5 separate regions of the Mus musculus genome follow, and all the other regions are linked to region 1. Evidence: chromatin contacts called from public Hi-C, HiChIP or PLAC-seq, Micro-C and promoter capture Hi-C data. All regions are on one chromosome and are shown on one strand. Each heading gives the region's core, a stretch centred on a gene start, on an enhancer-like site or on the middle of the called end of the contact. The rest is flanking DNA. Distances are from core to core; before and after follow the strand shown. Region 1 holds the start of Parp1 (poly (ADP-ribose) polymerase family, member 1). Region 2 holds the start of Coq8a (coenzyme Q8A). Region 3 holds the start of Pycr2 (pyrroline-5-carboxylate reductase family, member 2). Region 4 has its middle 25 kb from the start of Gm39713. Region 5 overlaps Gm39713 (a long non-coding RNA gene).

Evidence for each region. Promoter capture Hi-C pulls out the DNA fragments that hold promoters and counts their contacts. Hi-C and Micro-C count contacts between places; a contact is called where the count stands out from the background. HiChIP or PLAC-seq counts read pairs in DNA pulled down with a chosen protein or histone mark.
Region 2: a Micro-C map of embryonic stem cells shows a contact between it and region 1, with 3 times the contacts expected there. The contact joins the promoter of Coq8a here to the promoter of Parp1 in region 1. A contact is called at or near these places in 10 of 39 promoter capture datasets (the 3T3-L1 cell line, the SN4741 cell line, cranial neural crest and 5 more), 3 of 484 Hi-C or Micro-C datasets (cerebellar granule neurons and embryonic stem cells), 1 of 115 datasets of contacts at active chromatin or transcription factors (memory CD8 T cells) and 3 of 9 other capture datasets (adipose tissue, liver and macrophages).
Region 3: a contact with region 1 is called in a promoter capture Hi-C map of liver, with 2.6 times the contacts expected there. The contact joins the promoter of Pycr2 here to the promoter of Parp1 in region 1. A contact is called at or near these places in 2 of 39 promoter capture datasets (liver and pre-B cells) and 1 of 115 datasets of contacts at active chromatin or transcription factors (memory CD8 T cells).
Region 4: a Hi-C map of myocytes shows a contact between it and region 1, with 1.8 times the contacts expected there. The contact joins the enhancer-like site here to the promoter of Parp1 in region 1. A contact is called at or near these places in 1 of 39 promoter capture datasets (neural stem cells), 14 of 484 Hi-C or Micro-C datasets (the AML12 cell line, B cells, the G1E-ER4 cell line and 11 more), 6 of 115 datasets of contacts at active chromatin or transcription factors (bone marrow-derived dendritic cells, embryonic hindbrain, embryonic stem cells and 1 more) and 4 of 9 other capture datasets (adipose tissue, embryonic stem cells, liver and 1 more).
Region 5: a contact with region 1 is called in an H3K4me3 HiChIP or PLAC-seq map of bone marrow-derived macrophages, with 2.4 times the contacts expected there. The contact joins the enhancer-like site here to the promoter of Parp1 in region 1. A contact is called at or near these places in 1 of 39 promoter capture datasets (neural stem cells), 3 of 484 Hi-C or Micro-C datasets (embryonic stem cells and nephron progenitors) and 3 of 115 datasets of contacts at active chromatin or transcription factors (bone marrow-derived macrophages, embryonic stem cells and microglia).

What each region holds. Positions count from the first base shown.
Region 1 is chr1:180,567,543-180,570,413 of GRCm38.p6, forward strand. It overlaps Parp1 (poly (ADP-ribose) polymerase family, member 1), which reads left to right and starts at 1,349. Exons shown (of 23, transcript NM_007415.3): 1 at 1,349-1,611. The coding sequence starts at 1,492. It overlaps Gm31986 (a long non-coding RNA gene), which reads right to left and starts at 1,357. Exons shown (of 4, transcript XR_001779573.2): 1 at 436-1,357.
Region 2 is chr1:180,194,670-180,197,540 of GRCm38.p6, forward strand. Coq8a (coenzyme Q8A) reads right to left here and starts at 1,351. Exons shown (of 15, transcript NM_023341.3): 1 at 1,204-1,351.
Region 3 is chr1:180,902,929-180,905,799 of GRCm38.p6, forward strand. It overlaps Pycr2 (pyrroline-5-carboxylate reductase family, member 2), which reads left to right and starts at 1,346. Exons shown (of 7, transcript NM_133705.2): 1 at 1,346-1,602; 2 at 1,816-1,886. The coding sequence starts at 1,536.
Region 4 is chr1:180,282,871-180,285,741 of GRCm38.p6, forward strand. No RefSeq gene overlaps it. Among named protein-coding and RNA genes, the nearest start is that of Gm39713, 25 kb to the right of the region's middle. Within about 2 kb of position 1,386, at least 76 of the 459 cell types and tissues checked have an H3K27ac peak or open chromatin away from gene starts, as enhancers often do. A contact at or near this core is called in embryonic limb bud, myocytes, neural stem cells and 2 more, where this site is marked.
Region 5 is chr1:180,301,500-180,304,370 of GRCm38.p6, forward strand. It overlaps Gm39713 (a long non-coding RNA gene), which reads right to left. Exons shown (of 4, transcript XR_865777.2): 4 at 1,703-1,755. Among named protein-coding and RNA genes, the nearest start is that of Gm39713, 6.1 kb to the right of the region's middle. Within about 2 kb of position 1,457, at least 74 of the 459 cell types and tissues checked have an H3K27ac peak or open chromatin away from gene starts, as enhancers often do. A contact at or near this core is called in bone marrow-derived macrophages and microglia, where this site is marked.

The DNA of each region.
Region 1 (2,871 bases), core at 99-2,598:
GACTTGGGTTCGAGTCCCAGTTCCTGCATGGCAGCTCACAACCATCTGTAACTTCCTCCAGTCAGGAGATATGAAAACGTCTTCTGGACTCAGCAAACACCAAACACACATGATATATAAATATTTATACAGGCAAAACATGCCTGCAATTCACACATTGTAATTTGGTCTGGGAGATTTTCTGTTTTTTAAGTCTGAGATAGGCTAGCCTGCCTGGTTTAGACCCTCTGCAGCAAAGGAGAATTTGCTGGGGTGGTTACCCACGGGATCAGTTACAAGGCAAAGTGGAAGGACCCCACTCCCTGGACTAGGTTAGGGAACAGCCATGTGTCCTGTCTCTCTCTGCCACGAGAGGGTCTCAACAAGGGAGGGCAGGGTTAGAAAAAGAGCAGCAACAGAGGAAGCACAAAGCAGATACCTAGAGCCAGTTCATACCTGCTCAATCAGGAATGATTCATAGACAAGTAGGCCACAGCTCACCAGCCAGTTTGCTGCCAGACATGCAGTTTACCCACACTTTAGGACACAGGCAAGTGGATCTCTGTGAGTTTGAAGCCGACTTCATCTTCATGGCCAGCCAGGGCTTTATAGTGAGACCCTGCATCACGCTCATATAATTATTAAAAAAAAAAAAAGACCAATAATGTTAAAGATTGTAGTGCTACATTAAATAACAAGATCTAACAGTAGCAAGTTTAACAATACCTATAACTTTAATTGTCGATAACCTAAAATATTTTGGGATCTCCCCAGGAAAATATCTGTTGCCGGAGATGGTGTCACACGCCCTTAATCCCAAGCACTCAGGAGGCAAAGGCACATGGATCCCTGTGAGTTCAAGGCCAGCCTGATCTACAGAACAAGTTTCAGGGCAGCCAGGGCAACACTGAGACACCCTGTCCTGTGTTAGCGCGGAGATGGGGGATGAGAACACACGACATCTGTTGTAACTACTACCAACTGTCACGGGTTCTGCTCATTCTCTTGGAATTTATAGTTATGCATTTAAGTTTACTAAGAATGAAAAATCAGGCTTTAGTTGGTTTTCTGTGTCAGCAATGTGGAGGCTGCAAAGCAGAATACTACACTTAGGGTCAGCAGGGTTCGCTCTAGACATACCTAGAAAAAAATGCAAGTGGGTGAGGTGGAATTATTTGGGCGAACAAAAAGCCTTTCTGGGACAAACCGACAAAAGGGGTGGCGCCTGTCAGATTCCCCGGGTCCCCGCCCTGGCCCCTTCCCAGAGGCAGAGACCAGCGTGCACAGGCGCAGTCGCGCTGGGACCCAACCTCCCAAGGACACGTGCTGAAGCCCCGCCCTATGAGCTGAGGCCCCGCCCTCCGCGCGCGAGCTTGGGGGGGCGGTCCCGCCGCTAGGCATCAGTAATCTATCCTGAGCGGAGGCGGCTCTGCACGCTTGCGGGGGAAACCGACACGTTAGCGGAGCGCACCAGCGGCGGCGTCGGGCTGCCGCTGCAGCACGAGAAGGAGGATGGCGGAGGCCTCGGAGAGGCTTTATCGAGTGGAGTACGCGAAGAGCGGGCGCGCCTCTTGCAAGAAATGCAGCGAGAGTATTCCCAAGGACTCCCTCCGCATGGCCATCATGGTGCAGGTGCGACGGGGCCGGGCCGGAGGCGCAGGGCGACGCGGCCTGGGCGGCTGTGTGGGCTCGGGGCCGCCTCACTCCGCCCTGCGGCTCAGCCGGACCGGGAGAGAAGGGCGGGAAAGACCCGCGGCGCTGCCGCGGAGGTCCTTGAGGCCCATTGGGCCGACCCCTTCCGGGACATTGCGCTTACCCTGCAAGAAAAGCCCGGGAAGTAAGAGCATCTGGCGTAAGTGCCTCTGGCTTTGTAAAGACAAGGGGCCTGCCTCTTCGCTGGGTCTGGATGGTCGCAGAGTTTTTGTTTATTTCACTGCCTTCTCGGCGTCGGGGTGGAGGGTGTGCGCGCGGTCTTTAAAGCTGCTCTGATTTGGGCCTATCTTGTCCCGGAAGATTATTGTCCTCCATGAATACAGAAGATTTTTTTTTCCCCTTAAGCCTATTTTTGATGATCCTTTCAACATCCGCTCACTCTCGGTATTTCTATTTTAGTTATGCAAAGCAGTGCCATTTCTTTACAGTGCATTCGCTTTGGGCCTGATTTCTACTTGGAAATAACATTTTCTCCAAACTTCCCGAGGTCTCGGCGCTTTCTGCAGCTATCTGGTCTCTTCACTGACGCTTCCGAGATGGTCAGGAGGTGGTGGGATGACGGGTCCTGGCGTTCCAGTGGCTCCTGCCTCCTAGGCTTCTGGTTTTGCAGATTCCTTCCCGTCTTTGCTAGTGTGGTTCTCACCTGCCCTGTTCCCACCTCCCCCAAACACTCAGTTACCCAAGCTCACGCTGCTAATGGTCGAGGCAATTGATTTCCCTTGCTGTCCAGCTGCAGTAATGTGTTTTAGAAGAGGCAGGCTAGCCCTCAATGGGGCTTCAGTTCTTAAGGGGGGGAGGGAAGGGGGAAAAGACATTCACCCAGTGGGTACCAAGATACCACACTGCTTCTATTATTTCTCCTTATGGGAAGAACTGAAGCTGTCATCTTGGTGCCCTCGGAGAGACTGCCTAGCTCAGCATTCTTGCTTGACACAGTTCTCATACATTCTATACATATTTATTAAGAAGCAGCTAGGCACGGTGTTAGTGTCTATAATTATCATTGGTGACAAAAATGTCGGGAACTGCTAGGGACGTCTTTGTTGCTTGCATTTATGACGGGATGGGGAACCCGTCCTGGGCTCCTCCTGCTAGGTTAAGGGGTATGGGAAGGATTGATAAGCCTTGTATCTGATGGAACTGAGTGCTAGGCAGAATGCCCTGGGGAGGAGAAGCCCA
Region 2 (2,871 bases), core at 101-2,600, 370 kb before region 1:
TGGGGTGACCCTGTCTAGAGTCCTGCCTGCATAGTTCTCAACCAAATTTGCTCTTGGGGGTATTTTGCAATGTCAGGGGACATTTTCAGTTGTCACAATTGGTGGGATTGGGTGGCCGTGGGGGTGTCACTATTTGTCTAGTAGTACAAGCCAGGGATTCAGCTACACACCCTGCATAAGATAAGCAGGCACAGTAAACAAGATTAGGTCCAACATGTTAATAGTCTGGAGTTGGGAAGTTCTGTCTCAGGTGGTTCATTAGCTCAGAGAATGCACAGATTGCCTGCCTCGCTTTTGCTTTGTGTCACCTGGTCCACAAGTGGTCACAATTCAGCTGTCTTCATTATTCACAAGGCTAAATATAGCATCCAAAGCTACCCTCGGAGTCGTACAGACACTGCTCTTGTAAGCCAACAAACCCCTCTAGCCTCTTCTCAGAAGTGCCTTCCTCACTCCAAATGTTTCCCAACAACCTCCCTGCCAGCATGGCCGCCAGCCACAGCACAACTGGATGTCTGTCATGATCACTAGTCCAAATCCTCCGGCAAGAAGGTTGGCCTGACACACCCCAGCTCCAGAGTCCCGTTCCACAGACACCAAGTCCAAGTGAGCCTAAATCAATTTTCTACAGTGCTGCAAGCCCAACCCAGATTGGATGTCTGCACACAGCCTCTGCCCCTTCAGGCTGCCTAGCCAATGAAGGGTCCCAGAACCCAGACCCGCCCCTACAGCGTTCTCCCTCTGTCCCCTCACACTCTGAAGGTGGCTTGGTTGAGTTATGTGACAGCTTCTGTGCAAGAGAGTGCAGGAGCTGTCAAAACTGGTAGTGTGGCCATCAGTGTCTGGGAAAAACAAGAGGACGGACCAAAAAGAAACGAAGAAAAAGGAACAAGGAAGGGACTTCTTCCCAGACTTCACCCCAGCCGTGAAACCCAACAGCTGGCTCGGGCTTAGAAGTTGTAGTTCTGACACAAACTGCAGCCAGAGCACACAGTTCGAGGGTCTGAGAGTTCAGAACATTATTGGGAGAAAGGCAGCCACGTGCGTGGACGACGCAGAGGCCACAAGCAACCCTCTGCTCGCTGAGCCAGACCCGGGTCGGGAAAGGGCTGCACCGTACGCAGGCCGCACTGTCACTTGAAAGTATAAGAAGGGACCCCGGGGTGCTGAGGTTAGCAGCGGGCCGGCAGGCGACAGCCTTACCGGGCTGCAGGAAGGTAGCTCCTCCGTCCGCAACGCAACGCCTCCGCGCGCTCGCCCCGCTGCGAGCGCTCCGCACACTCTCCGCTTCTGTTTACCTTCTAGCCCGGGTGCGCACGCCGCGCTCCGCTTGCCCCGCCTCCGAGCCCTCCCATTGGCTGAGCCGCTGTTTGTTAGCTGCCCCGATGCCACAGGACGCAGTGGGAGCGTGCTTACCGCGTGCGCAGCTCACAGCCAATAGGGACTGAGGGTGGAATAAAAGCAACCAATGAGAGGCCGCCCTTGAAGGCCGCGGTCCCTAATCTGCCTGTTAGCTGTCTTTTCTCCCGGGCAGGGAAAAAAGCCTGCAGTTGTTCTGCGCCTGCGTTCTGAAGATTGACAAGCGTTCACCTGGCAGCCACGTGAGGGTCGCCTGGGTACCGACGCTAGCTCAGCTTCCTAGGGGTCGGGCCGGGAAGACCTCAGAAGTTTTGATGGGACCACAGAGGAACCCCCCAGGCCCCCGCCCCAGGACCTAGACTAGGCCCGGGTTGGTTTTTTGGTTTGGTTTGGTTTGGTTTGGTTTTTTGCCATGTGATGAGGCTTCTGCCTGGGTTCCTCCAAAAGCACTTGGCCTAGGGAAGTGTTATGGCGCTGACACCAAAGTTCTATACCCTTCAGCTCTGTATTTAGACTAATTGTGCTTGCTTATTATGAGCGCCAATAAAAAAACAATCCTTTTCCAAGGTGAAAAACAGCCCTGAGGAGTGCACTCAACACACACAACATTGACCCACAACATCCCTAAGGGACTGCTGACCCAGAAAAGATAGGGTTGCGACAGGTCCATGCCACCTTTGTACCAAATGGGAGAAAATACCTAGCCTTGGGGCCTTTCCAAGATGCTTCCGTGCCAGCTCAGCCCTTTCGCCCAGCAATGCTAGGCCAGCTTCCCTCTAACGAACCTAAGACAATCGCTCGCTTCTCCCATGGTTTATTTTCCGTTTTTCGACAGATTGATATGATTTGGACCATGTTTCAAACAAAACAAAACAAAAACTCTGAAAGTATTCTCTATGCTTACTGTCTCCACTTCTTTTTCCATCCTTCTCCACAAAATCAATCTAATAAGGCTTCGATAGTTCGGATCTTGAATATTTTTTCCTCAAAGACCACTTTGGTCCCAAAGGGAAGTAGGCATAGGGAGGCTGTCAAACATTTAGGAAGTATGGCCTGATGAAAGAAAGTCACATCACTGAGGTTGTGACTTTATAGGGAATATTAGGACCTGGGAGCCTTCTCTGCTCCCATGAGAAGCCAACAGCTACCATGAGGTGAGCAGCTCTGCCCACTACACCATCCTACCATGACTTGCTGCTTCATGAGAGACCCCAAAGTCACAGCCCAATGGACCAAGGCCTAAATAAATCTTTCCTATTTCTAAGTTGGTTATCTTGAGTATTTTGCTGCATTATAGAAAGCTAAGGCTTTTCTGTTTAAAATACAGGCTTTAAGCATGCAGATTGCTAGTCTGATCAAAACTGAGATGGGCTCTGCCATTATTTCTTGAGTCTCTCTGCCCAGGCTTATTTCTCCAAGACTCCCACTGTCTGTACTCCTATCCTTGGTGTTAGTCCCTGGGGTTGACGCTCTATTCATTTTCCTTCTTTTCCAAGCTGGGATAATGTCCAT
Region 3 (2,871 bases), core at 96-2,595, 340 kb after region 1:
ACATGGATTCCTGTGTAATACAGGGAGCTAAGGGAGGGTTGGCTGCTGCAGATTGGCCATCTGCCTAGCCTGGGACACCTCAGTACTCTGTCCCATTGTCTGGTTCTTCCTAATTCTCAGAAGGGGCAGGCGTGTTACTTAAGGATAAGACAAGGGTGAAGGCCCTGAGGCACTGATAAAAATGATGCTGGGGGCGGAGAACCCGGGGAGAGGGGAGGGAGGAGGCTGAACTGGTTTTCCTATTGGCTGGGAGGTCCGGAAGGGAAGGGCTGGACGGTAGGGTCAGGGTGGGGCACTCCTGGAGGGTGTGTCCCAAATGGCTGGGTGGGAAGGTAGCTATTCATCTACCTCACTGTAGCAGAATACAAGAAAGCAGATAGTATGTATGTAGTTTCCAATTCTAGGAAGACTGGTAGGAAGGTCCATTGAGTTCAGGAACTTAAGTCTAGCCTGGGCAACAAAGCAAGAGATTCTGGCCAGAAAAAAAAAATCGTTCCACTTTAACTGTTTGGTTCGTCCATTAATGGAATAAATACACGTTAGAATCTTGTGTAAAATAACGTTTCGGTGGCGTTGGGAAACTGCTTATGATTGGTATACTATAGAAATGTATGTACTACACGCCTATAATCCCATCCCTCAAGAGGATGAGGCAGGAAGGTCACTAGTTCAAGAACAGCCTGGGCTACATAGTGAAACACTTTCCAAAAGTCAAACCCAACTTGTGGCTGTTCCTGAGCCCTCTGGTGCGTCTGGACATGTTTCGAGAAATCTTTCTGGGAATAAACAATACAATTCTAATGGAAGAGAGGAGATGTCACTGGTGATTCGGGACAGCTCCTGAAAAGCTTCGATGCTGGGTCTCTTTGTATACTCTAAAACCACAAGGTGGGGTGGACAAACAAGCAGTCATTTCTCACTGTCTCAGCTGTTTCTCCAGGTCGCCCTGTTCCGGGTAGCAAGAGAAGTCATGCTTGGCCAACAGGCCGTGCAAGCAGTGCTTTAAGGAAATCACTAAATAAATCAACAAATCATGATCTAGTAATTCGTCTTTTCTACCTAGTTCTACTTCGGAAGGAGCATGCCGAAGCTGGCTAGCTGTAGCCTGGTGTCCATGAGGGGTACATCTCTAATAGGCGTTTTGGAGATCTCACTCCTGAACCAGAGTTAGAAACCAACTCTTCTAACCAGGAATTACCAGTGTCCCAGGCAGGGCCAAGCAGACCCGCACCAGCGGAGCTAACAGGTTCCACCCGCTGCGCGATCAGGAGGCGGGCGCACGGCCTGACGGCGATGCCGATTGGTCCGCCCCAGACCCGAGCCTCGGATTGGTTGCCTTGGACACGTGGCCAACCGGAGGCTGCGTATTTGGCGGTGGATGCTCTGGGATACTTGGGGCCTCTCTAGCAGTTCATCTGGTGCATCCCGGTTTGAAAGCTGTTCCGAGCAATTCGGGTCCATCTTTTTCCACGCGCGGACACTGACCCCGGGATCCCCAGAGTCCCCGGATCGGCGCTCGCCGGGATCCTGCGGCCATGAGCGTGGGTTTCATCGGCGCAGGCCAGCTGGCCTGTGCTCTGGCGCGGGGCTTCACGGCCGCGGGTGAGCGCGTGGTCAGCCTTCCCTCTCACCAGAGTGAACGAGTGAGTGAGTGGGTGGGTGGGCGATGAGTGAATGTGAATGGATGGTAGATTTGCATCCATCTGCTGGGAGCATAGCGTCGGAGGCCGGCACTGCTAGAGCTGCTGTTGGCTTCCATTGATGGACTGCATGATTGGGCCATGATCTACAGTTGAAAAACTTTGTTTTCTGTAGGCGTCCTGTCGGCTCACAAGATAATAGCCAGCTCCCCGGATATGGACCTGCCCACGGTGTCTGCGCTCAGGGTAGGCTAGGAGGGATGGAGGGAAGTGGGCAAGAGGAAGAGGCCCAGGAAAAGCGTGTCCGGAGATGCCCTGAGTCTGGCAGGCTCCGACTCTCCTTTAGGGAAGTCATCATTGTAAGCCCTGCACCTTCTCTGAGGCAGCCTTGTGTGGTGGGAGCTCCCAGGCAAAGTTAGTGTCGGATCCTACTGGGGTGAAAGTAGGCATATAAGAAAGGTTCTTTTTGGGCTGGTGAGATGGCTCAGCGGGTAAGAGCACAGACTGTTCTTCCGAAGGTCCTGAGTTCAATCCAGCAACCATATGGTGGCTCACAGCCATCCCTTAACAAAATCTGATGCCCTTTTCTGGAGTGTCTGAAGACAGCTACAGTGTACTTACATATAATAAATAAATAATTCTTTAAAAAAAAAGGTTCTTTTTGTTAGTCTGCTTTGAATTTCACTGCATAGCCCGTGTTGGCTTCTAAGTCTGGAAAATTCTGCTTACCGATGTTGTAAATGACAGCGTTGCTAGGGGACTTGGTGAGTTACGTAGTTTCTTTATTCAATAAAGCTTAATGTCCCAAGTCTTCTAACATCTGGCCAATGTGGGACAGGTGAGCAGATGAAGCACTGTGGATACTGTTTGTGCCTAGTATAGGCTTATGTCCCCAACGCTGTAGGACCCCAGCTATGCACCTCAGAGCCCTAGAGGGGGCCCCGTGGAGACTTGTTACTCCGGTAAACAGCTGTGAGGTTGGGAGTGGGCTTTGCAGCTCTGCTTCCAGACTCTGGGTGCTCAGCTCTTTCCATCAGTTCTCTCTCACCTGGCAGAGAGGTTCGAGATTGCTGGGGTTGAGGGGACAGCCACTTTCCTGGCCATGGTGGAGCAGCTTACCATTTTGTACCTATTTGTCCGGTGGCAGGAAAGGAAAGCTGCCATTTGGGGATAGTCACGGAGCCCTGAAGGCACAGAACAGAGTGTTGGCTACAGTTGACAGAGAGGGTCT
Region 4 (2,871 bases), core at 136-2,635, 280 kb before region 1:
AATTCTCGTGTGATTTGGGAATTCAATTAACATAATATAAGCAATAAACCAAATACACAACACCCCAACATGTTTAACAAAAAGGGGGGATCCACACCCTCACTTCTACATGCAGATGACCCTGGGCTTGATCCTTAACGCAGTAATATTTATAAAAATAAAGAAATGGTGATCATGTGATAGTAATAATAATAAATATTGTAGAGCCAGGTGAAACTAGTACTCTTATACATTGAAGGTGACATTATAAAATGACATAAATACTTTGGGGAGTAATTTGGCATGTATCATAAATTCTTATCATCTTTGACCTATTTTTTTTAACTTTGAAATTTCAAGCATCAGGAAAAGATACTGTGTGACTGTAATATTTACTGAGGATACACTAATAGTGAACAAAGAAGAAGAAGAAGAGGAGGAGGGGGGAGGGGGAGGGGGAAGAGGGGGAGGGGAGGAGGAGGGGGGAGGGGGAGGGGGAAGAGGGGGAGGGGAGGAGGAGGGGGGGAGGAGGGGGAGGGGGAGGGGGAGGGGGAAGGGGAGGAAAAGGTAATAATGGACAGGCAGTGGTGGTGCACACCTTTAATCCCAGTACTTGGGAGGCAGAGGCAGGTGAATCTCTGTGAGTTTGGGGCCAGCCTGGTCTACATAGTGAGTTCCAACACAGTCAAGTTATAGAGTGAGAACATGTCTCAAAACAAACAAACAATGAAATAAACATTTAAAACAAGACAAAGAACAGAGTAGGGAAGTGGCCACATAGAATTGCCTGCTCCGGTCACATGCCCTGTGGTCCATCACCTACTGTGACTTTTGCCCCAGGTAACTTTCTAGGTTCCAGACTGTTCTATCCCCAGGCCCCAGTACAGTGGCCAGATTGGTCCTGGTGGGAGCTGAAGGACTGGAGGATGATCCTGTCCCTAGTCTTTGACAGGATTCAGGTCAGGCTGAGGGAAGAGGTCAAGCTTCGTCCTCTGAGGAAGAAACTGTGGTGGCCCTTGGCACTGACTGGAGTCTCTGAGATGCCCTGGCAAGGTGAGGAGGGAAAAGTCCTGTTTTTACCTTAAGGTGAGGGATCCACACAGGGATGACCTTTGTGGCCATGCTGGCCTCTCTGACAGCGCACAGTGAGCCTAGGATGCCCTAGTAGAGAGCAGGACAGCGGAGGGGGAGAGGACTCCCCTGTTGCTGACCTTGTCCCACTCAGCATTTCCCCTAGCATCTGCCTTGTATGGGTTTTCTCTTAAAAGCACCTGAAATCACAAGCCAAGCGGCTCAAGGTCATATCCAGTCCCCGTTCAGCTGCTTCGTGAGCGATTCAAATGAGGGGTGTTCAGCGCAGGGCACAGTCAGGCAGCTGCCTCGTTACCAAGCAATTTCTGTGACTGCGCTAAAACCAAAGCCGGCTTGGAATGCAGGCAGTCCCCAGCGGTTAACTGGAGATCAGCAGTCTTCACAGAGGGGCGTTTTGTGGAGTCAAATGACCTTCTAGATTTTCCATTTGTGTAAGCAGGAGCAAGTCCAGCCACCTCCCTAACTGCCTTTGTTAGCACTGCCTCAGGACCCCTTGGGACTGCTCTAGCCAAGGCCCTTCAGAAACGACCTGACAATGAGGTCAAGGGTCCAGAGGCAACTCCAGAGAGCAGCACTTCACTGTACCACAGAAAATCAGACATCCCAGAATGGTTTCACGCTTCTTCTGGGACTCCCCCAGAGAGGCTGCTGTGCCCAAGTAAAACAACACCAGGGTGCCTCGCTGGACCTGGTCCAGGGTAAAGTTGCATTCCTGGGTGCCAGCAGCCCTGCCACCCTGGTCTCCCTGCACACAAGGCCATGATGAGCAGTTCTCAGCTGTCCCAGGGCTGGGGCTGTGCTAGCAAGACTCCACCTTCTGATTCCTCCTCACCTCTGTCAGCTGCTAACAGCCCCCACACCTCAGGTGGACACACACCTGCAGCCATCTGCCAGGCATGATATGAAGAGTGGGCACTTGAACCAAAGTTCTAAGCGAGTCTCAGGTCAGTATGTCTGCCAGCACCCAACCCCTGTAAGAATCCTAAATACTTGGGGTGTTATCTTCCCAGGTCCTGTCCTCATCTTACTCAGACACCCACCACAGGGCAACTCCATGGAGGCTTCTTAGAAGCCCATCACTATTAGGGTTACTATTCTGCTGATGGGGATCTAACCCATGGTTCCTCCAACAGGGTCTGGACTGGGTGAGGTGCCCTGACAAAGGAATCTTGACTATCGATCAGAGTTTTGGCCTTAGAAGAGTGGACAGGATTCCTCCCAATTTATTCTGAACAGAGAAAGATAAGCACAAGAGAGTGTTGTTGAGAGACTTGGACTTATGAGAAAGAAAAGGGCCAGGCAGTGGTGGTGCACACCTTTAATCCCACCATGTGGGAGGCAGAGGCAGGTAGGACTCTGTGAGTTTGAGGCCAGCCTGGTCTACAGAGAGAGTTCCAGGACAGAGCTCCATGGTGAGAAAAGAAAGAGAAAAGGCAATGGCTGTGTGACACGGGGCTTAGATCCCAGTTCCTTGAGAGACTGGAGCAGGAGGATCATAAGTCCAAGGTTAGCCTCAGGAGCAGCTCTGTGTAGTGAGATTCTATCTTAAAAAATAAAAGAGGGCTGGAGAGATGGCTCAGTGGTCAACAACACCGGCTGCTCTTCCAGAGGATACATGTTTGGCCAAAGGGTACAGGTTTGATTCCCAGCATCCACACGGCAGCTCATAAATAACCCAGTTCCCTTGTCTGGCTTCTGAGGACAGCAGGTGTGCACATGGTAGACAGATACACACACACACACACACACACACACACACACACACACAATTATTTCAAAAACTTGTTTTTGAAAGCTAAA
Region 5 (2,871 bases), core at 207-2,706, 270 kb before region 1:
CAAATATGTGTAATGCAATTTGCTTTTCCAGCTAAGCCTGATGCATGTTCGGGTTGAGCCCTGTACTTTTAGTAAGAACTCTGTAAAGGACATATGCAAAGATCTAGACGTTTATTGACAAAGTCTCATCTGAACTTACACTATTAGGCTACACTAGAGACTATGTAATGCCTTCAAGTGCTCTACACTATAAATGTTATAACTAAGAAAGGCTGGTTATAATTACACTCCACAGAGTCAGGTATATAGGGCTGTAACCTATAATCCCAGCACTTAAGAGGCAGGAAGATCACCCTCAAGTTCAAGGTCAGCCTGGTCTACATAGCGAGTTCCAGATCAGTCAGGACTACCTAGTAAGGCCCTATTCCAAAAACAGAAAGATTCCCTTCCACCTTTGCCTTTCAGTCTTATATATAAGACAATCAGTGGGGCTGTAGCTCAATGCTAGAGACCTCCCTTGCATGTATCAAGCCCTAGGTCCAATCCTCAGGCCGGAAAAACAAGCTATATAGACAATTAGGACAGGAGACAGACCCATGTCTCAGAATTGTCCCAAATGTCGGTGGAAAGGAGTCACACATTTTGCACAGGAGACGGGAAGAGTCTGAAAGCACACACCACCCGGTCTACAAATCTAGCCCTGCCTCTTTACACAGTCATTGACGAAAGACGGACTGTGTGGTAAACGGCTGCTGGTCCACAGGAACCAGCCTGGTCTGCAGGGACTACTCTACAAAGTCTTTGATGAGACATTCAAAATTTTTTCTCTGTGGATCCTGTGGCCTGCAAGGTGGCTTTCCTGGCCATGGTGGGCATGATGGGGTAGACAGGGAATGTTTGATGGGGGAGGCAGGCAGCACAGCCTTGTGCTCTAAGGACAAGCTTTCCCAAGAGGAATGTAACATGAATGCTGTTCTAGTCACACCCAAATCCTGGGCAAAGGTTCCCTGCTGTGAAAACTGCAGCAAATCGTCTCCCAAAGGGCAGCCACCAAGACCGGAGTATCGGAGTATCACTGCTGTCCCTGCTCCAGGGGAACAAGAGGACTTCCTTCTTACTTTCTTCACACCCAGAAATGACACAGCCACATCTCTCTGTCGTGCCTATGGTTCCAGCGACTCTAGAGACCAGCCCTAGAGATCAGAGCCCCTTCAAGGCGTCCCTTCAAGTCTCACAAAGGCAGCTCCTGACTTCACTGGACAGCGAGGACTTTTGACTGCATGCTCTGTGGTTTCCTGTTCATCTCATCCATATGAAAGGTGGTGGCTTATCACAACAGCGTCAAGATGGGAAATACATTTTTATGCAAGCCAAGGCCAAAGCTGAGGAGCTGGGGGTGGGGGGCAGGGCTAAGGAGATGAGGGGGAATGGGAAGTTCAAGGCTGACACACTGCAGGCCAGAGAAGCAGCCTTCGCTCTTTTCCGGCCCTAAGAATAAAAACTCCCTGATAGGGCGGCGTTCTTCTTCCCTATTATGGACATGTGGTTTGGACCTGGAGAACAATTGTTCCCTATAAACAGAGGTGGGCAGCCCTGCTTTCCCTTCCTTTTCCTTTGAGAGTCATACAGGCTGATGTGGCCCTAGACACCCTCCAACTACAGATTACACTCTGTTTGAATTAATAAAACCTTGTTGGGTTTATTGCTGGTTTTAGGGCTCAGTCCCTTATTTGGCTTTGAAAAAGGATACATCTCTGCTGATTCATAGCTCCCCTATTGTACTGGACACATGAAGGATATAAGGACACCCGGAGCCTGGGAACAAGGGGACAAAAGAATCAAATGACAAAGTGAAGGGGTGGAAGCCATTGATGCCACCCTGAGTCTGTCCCTGTGTGCCTAAGCACAAATGCTCATTAAATGACACTTCTGTTGATAAGAAGGGGCTTCTGGGGGCTGGGAGTTTATCCAGGTACACGGTGTTAATGTAGAGAGAGGTCCACGGATGATGGGGGGGGGCTTTGTAGTCACATAAGGATGGGCTAAACTAACCAGCTCTTTGTGTACCCCAAGGATCACTGTCCCCTCTGAACCTCAGCTTCCTTACTTGCAAAGCCAGATGAAGAACACAGAGGAAAGGGGTGGCCAGTGGAACACAGCAGTGCAGGGAGGGGGCCTTTGGGGGAGACTGGCTGGCAAGCCAGCAAGTGACCCCTTAGGGTCACAGCTAACCAGGCAGAGGCACCACGGGTTAGATTCAGTCACTACGGGTAGTACCGGCTTTGTAATCTGATTTCACACTCTATCAGAACACCCTGTTTTCAATAGGTTAATTAATGTTAGTCTGACTCATAGATGAGAGACTACCCTGTCACTGATGCAAATGAGACATTTTGGCCTCTGGAAAACCCTGTGCTCTGAGCACTCTTAGTTGATGGGGAAGCACGGAGGAAATGTGGTTGAGAATCAGTGAGACTAGATGGTGCTAATTAAATGAGATGGTCTATTAGCTGCTTACGTCACAGTTCTCTTCCCTATACATCACACCAAACAACTTTCCTTTCCTGTTGTTGAGTGTCCGTTCATTCACTTTCCCCTTCTATGCATACTTCTTAACAATGCTCAAATTTTTAATCTAGAATCGTGGGCACACTCACTGACCCATAGGTATCTATGAGACAAGTGCCACTTGCAAGTTCTGTTCTTCTCTAGCTATAATAATAATAATAATAATAATAATAATAATAATAATAAAAGATACTTATCCCATACCCCAGACAAACCATCAGTGAAGGCAGATGTATGACTTCATCTGACCCCGTTAGATCTTGAGAATCTTATTGGGTGTATAGAGGTGGAGCACTCTCCTTTGGTCGGGCCTCTGTAGTTTGTAGATTTGAACCTGAAATATGGTTAGCAGCCAACTTGCCT